Regions from separate parts of the Gossypium hirsutum genome. Here region 1 is linked to region 2. The links are chromatin contacts, called in public Hi-C maps. All regions are on one chromosome and are shown on one strand. Each heading gives the region's core, a stretch centred on a gene start, on an enhancer-like site or on the middle of the called end of the contact. The rest is flanking DNA. Distances are from core to core; before and after follow the strand shown.

What was found. Hi-C and Micro-C count contacts between places; a contact is called where the count stands out from the background.
Region 1: a Hi-C map of leaf shows a contact between it and region 2, with 1.6 times the contacts expected there. The contact joins the promoter of LOC107916550 here to the promoter of LOC121227827 in region 2. A contact is called at or near these places in 4 of 34 Hi-C or Micro-C datasets (callus and leaf).

The regions. Positions count from the first base shown.
Region 1 is chrA01:93,246,474-93,249,377 of Gossypium_hirsutum_v2.1, forward strand. LOC107916550 (beta-glucuronosyltransferase GlcAT14A) reads right to left here and starts at 1,465. Exons shown (of 5, transcript XM_016845824.2): 1 at 838-1,465; 2 at 1-327. The coding sequence starts at 956.
Region 2 is chrA01:93,002,805-93,005,504 of Gossypium_hirsutum_v2.1, forward strand. It overlaps LOC121227827 (U-box domain-containing protein 11), which reads right to left and starts at 1,257. Exons shown (of 4, transcript XM_041110635.1): 1 at 719-1,257. The coding sequence starts at 1,018.

The sequences.
Region 1 (2,904 bases), core at 215-2,714, 240 kb after region 2:
AGCTTCATCAACATAGCAGCAGCATGCAACGTGGCAGCAATATGTGTAGAACCCATAGAAGAAAACCTATCAGGCTTCCCTATAACATCCACATTTTCAAAGCTCCTAATAGCAGGCACAGATTTCAAAGCCAAAACCAACCTATACCTTTCCTCATCGGAAGCGTCAGCACCAAGTTGCAGCAAATATCGATTCCTGGGATGATAGACAGCAAGTAGTAGCCTAAAGATCCGATCCTTATCACCTTTTCCACCAAATAAATAGTAAGCAAAAGCTGGTGGAGAATGAAGACCATGTTGGACTTGAGAAGGGAAAAGTCTAGGGGAGCTGAAAACAGAGATCGAGTAAAGTAAGAGGAGGAGAATGGAGAAAATTGTTGTCAAAAAGAGAGTGAAAAGCCATTTCTTTTCAGCTCCCATAACCCTAGTGTTTTAAGCTCCTCAAAAACTGTAGCTTTTGATTTAATGATTGAAGTTTCTTCAGCATATGGATTTATTGATGATCAAAGGAGGAAACCCGAATCGAATATGGATTTTGAAATGTTTCAGGAAATGGGTATTTGGGGATCTTTGATTTCAGAAGACTTAACACCATAGTCGATTATAATAAAATTTAGGTCAGACAGTAAAGTTTCTCCCTCTTTTTTCCCTCTCGAATTCTCTCTCTCTCTCTGATGTCAATAAAAATTATTAAAGCATTTTGTTGTTTTCTTGTATCTAAAAGTAGTAACTGTTGAAACCGGTTGGACCGACGGTTCAATTATATACATTGAACCGGAAAATATAAAGCCAGCATGAGCCTGGAATCGGAAAAACCGTTAAAATAAAAAATAATAACCTTAGTTCTACTGTGTGGAGGCCGGAGGGAAGAGGAGTCGGAAACAGAATGTGTTCCCTAAAACAGTCGATCGTGAATGTGATGTGGAACCACCTCTGGAATTCTTGCACAGTGAGCATTTGCAGACTTGACTATCTTTGTATGTGTTGGCACCATCAGATTCTCCACCTTCAATTATGGTTAAGCTATTCCACCGAATCGAGAAGCCAAAAACAGAGAAAGGAGAAATCCTTCCATTTTCCGAAAGCAAAAGCTCTTAAAAGAGTAAAAACTTGTGTTCTTTCGTTTTCTTTTAAATGTAGAGAAAAGGAAATGTGAACTTTTTTTTTAAAAAAAGGAGGGTTTTATTTACCGGCCACGATGGCCCGCTGCCTGTAACAGGAGACTTTTGGGTCTCCGGCGGCGGAGCCTCGCCGGAGATAGACAGCAAACAGAAACAGAGGAAACAGAAAAAATAATATGAAGAAAATGTTTTAAAAAAAGAAAAATCAAACATTCTTGTTCGGCCACCATGCCCACCGTCGGAGACTGGAGAACCGTTGGGTTCTCCGGCGGCCAGCGTTGCCGGAAACTAAACAGACAGAGGAGCAGAGAACTGGCAGCAAAAACAAAGGAGTTAAAACGCTTTTCTGGGATGAAAAAAAAAGAGTTAGTTTTCAGTTTTTTTTTTTTTTTGAGTTAATGGGAATTTTCGTGAAAGTCCCTCCGCGTATCCATATGTTGCAGTGAGGGGTTGTCGCAAGGTCTATTTCCAATATGAGTCCCTGTTAGTTTCCATTACCTTTTATTTTAGTCCTTATTTCAGAAATTTTGAGCAAATTAATTGCTCCTTTAACCCCTCTGCTTTCTTACATCTTTATGAAGTCTTTTTAAATTTTATTTGATTTTTTATTTTATTTATTTGTTATTATTAGGCTTACATGACAACAAAAGAAGCCCTTTAAGAAAATACAAAAAAAATTGAATTAAATTATTGTATTAAATTTGCACTTAATTAAATCTATGTGATTAATTAAAATAATTAATTAAGCTCATTCACTAATAGTTTTCTTCATGAACTACTTAAAATAAATTAATGAATCAATTAAATAATAATACGTGACAATTTCTTATTAATCTAATATTTTACCCATAGAAAATATTAAAAAAATAAAATTTTAAAATATTAAGAAAAATTATTAAAATTATATAAACTTATAAAAATTATAAAATTAACTTATAAATATTATAAAAAAAGTTATAAATTTCTTAATAAATCCTAATAATTATAAAAAATTATAAAGTTAATAAAACATATTTAAAATAATAATATATTATAAAAATGTATTAGAATTCTTAAAAATTATAAAAAATATTAAAATTGATATAAGCTTATAAAATTTATTTTAAAAAATCATAAAAGCTTAAATTGCATCGGATCAATTGGTTAAATCAATCAGACCAAAATCGACAAAGGTATCGATCTGGAAAAAGACATTGGACTTTTCGCTTCAATGGTATCACAAGTCAAACAAAGAGCAATTTGATATAGTTTTAAGGACTTGTATCGGCACAATTTGGGACTTGTGCCACAAAAAGTGTCTCAGATCCATGTCACTACACTGTTTTGAGTAGTTTTGACTTTTGGGAGTTTGTTTTGTTGGACAAAACACGTTAGCTAACAAAATAATTAAATATAAATAAACACATATAAAATAAAATCAAATAAAATTATTTATATTTAATTTGTCAAATACGAAAAACAATCAAAATAGTAACAAAATTGAAATAAAAGGAAGAAAAGAGATTTTACTAAACATTGAGGCCTGTGAAACACAGTTTCCTTAAGACAGATTCGGCCGCTCCTACAGTACTTGGAGAAACGTTGGTTGAAAGTCTCCTAGGATACAACAACACAAAGATCAAAGCAATAACACCTCTATAGTGATCAACGAACAAACCTTGCATTTTTCTATCACTAGAACATTTGAAAAATTTAGAGAAGAAAAGAAGAGTTTGGAGAGTAACAGAAAATCGGTGTGAAAGAGTGGAAATTGAGCAAAGAATTCAAAGAACTCTTAGCCTTAG
Region 2 (2,700 bases), core at 7-2,506:
AGCAAATTTCAGAGACGTACCTATAACATAACATATTAAGAACAAATACATATAACCACAATAAAATCCCAGCAACAGTCACTCTGGTAACAAAAAAAAAAAAAACCTCTAAATTTAAAAAAAAAGACATAATTTCTTCTTCATTTTTCATGATGCGCAATTCAATTAGTTAATTGGAATTGTGACAATTAGTGAGACAAAAACTAGCAATCGACAATATTGCGGAGAAGTTCATATTAATAAAATCAAGAAATAGACTTAGCACTCGGATAGATTATGTTATTCAAACCCTTATTTCTCTTAAAATACTCTATCTAACACCTATATTCAACACATATATAGAGGTAAATGATCCTAAAAACTTCACACAAAATCGATGTCAGTTAATGCATACTTTTTCCGAAATGGAGCTTAACTCGAAAATTTTTAGCCCAAAAGTTATTTCTATATGCATACTTTTTCCGAAATGGAGCTAATCAATGTCAGTTAATGCAAACTGAGCCAGTAATTAGAATGTGGAACGTTATCCGAGGAAGAAACAAGTCGACAAATTCTGTCAATTTTGCAACACAACTGAGCCTGTCAGTTAAAACCAAAATGAAACATATTTGCGGGACTTGGCAAAGCCAATTATCAACATTAAAAGACGTATTAATCGAATCATATACTAGCACTTAATGTTCTTTTAGATATATAAGAAGAGGAGATGGGGCTTTACAGGGGAATTAACGGAATGGTGAGCGGAGGCGGCGGACAAAAGACGCTTTGCAGCCTGCAGAGCAACGGCGAGATCAGCCGACCATGAAGAGGAAGAGGAAGAGGAGGAGGAAGCGTGAGGATGATCAGACGCTGCAAAATCCCTGATTTCCTCAAGCAAATGCGTGAATAGAGCTATCCTCCTTACCAGATCCGTGCAATCCTTTTTAAACATCCCGGCAGCCACATTCCCGAGGACAATATCGTGGACAAGGCTGAGCAAGAACGCGGCAGAAGCGTCGGAGACGACTCCAGCGGCCATTAGTGAAAAAGCCAGGCGTCGGCTCGTGATTAGATTGATAGGAGTAGAACAGAGATGCGATTATGATGATGTTGAAAGAAAAGGAAGGATATGCATTTTGTGAGAGAGAGAGAGAGAGAAAGGATGAGTTAATAAAAAAAAAAGGGTATTAAGAGAGAGATTCGCGGTGAGCCAAAATGGAAGGAAAGGGGATACAGTTGGCTTTGGAATCTTACGATTTGTATTTCAACAACTACCCCATTATTCTTTTATTCTTATTTATGTGGATTTTAAGATATCACATACTATTCATTACACCTGTTCATAGTCGGCATGACCTAAAGATTTATCTGAAATATGAAAGAGTTTGGATAAAAATATAAGTTTGAAAAATAAATTTAAATAAAAAAATAAAATCTATTTTTTAGGTAAAATATTTTTTGCCTCTGACCCGAATTCACTAAAAGACAACAAAAATTTATTTTCTTTTTATTTTTTAATATTATTTTTTAATTATTTTCTATCTATTTTATTATATTTTACTATTATGTTGCTACTATTTTATTGTTATTATTTGGATATTGTATCAAATTTATTTTATTGTTAGTTATTATTTTAGAGGCATTTGCTTGTTAAGTTGCATCTATATTAATGTTATTTAAGTATACATATTTTATAAAATTAATTTAAATTAGTTGAGAAATATTTATTTTAATATTTTTAGTATTTTTAATGTATTATATATATTTTAAAATTATATAAAAATTAATATGGGCAGGTCAAGCTGGGTCCAAATTTTAACATTTTTATTCGGGTCGAGTTTGAACAAAATTTAAAACCTATTTTTTAACCTAAATTTTTAATTGAGCCTAGCCTAAACCCAATCTGACCCATACACACGGCTACTCTTCATTTTATGATGTCATCCAACTTAATATTGTATTTAAAAATGATTAGCATTTTCCCTTCAATATATTTATGATTTTAGATGTATTACAAATTTATTCTTGCTATATTCTTGCTAGCCTGTAAAGTTGTTCATTATTGCCATGCTCTCATTTTGTCCACCACCAGCTATATATAATTAAAATAAAGAATGTCCAAACTATTATACTTTATTTATTTTTGCATGTTGTACAACAACTGCATTAGTTTTAAGAAATAATATTTAGGGATCATCCTTTTTAATCCTTAATAAATAATTAAGTTTTTATAGAAAATAGAGTTCTCTAATATACATAAAATTTGGGTGTGAGAAGACGTGGTTAGCAAAAACTATGCCCACCAAGGAACTTCAAAAAAACAAAACAAAACAAAGGTTTGACGACAACAAACAACCGCAACGAATTAGAAAACGAGTAAAGCTGGCAGCTTACAGCTGGGTTTCTCTGATTTTGCGGCGGCAAATATTACTTTTTCGTCCTTTTTCCCCTTTAAATCGCTATATATAATTCCTCATAATCTCTAGTTTTTGATGGCAGATAAAATTAAGGGCAGGCGGAGGCCAACTCTTATATATGGGATAAATTATAAGAGTGAGAAATCTTAACAATAATGTGATTAATGCTTTGGGGTTCAAAGTACTTTTGAAGTTAGAAACAATATTAAACATACAACTTTTTAGATCAGAAGATTTTTCAACCTAGAAGTAAAAATAGTTTTTTTTAACTTTTGTTTTTGATAAAAATGTTTTTAAGAATAAA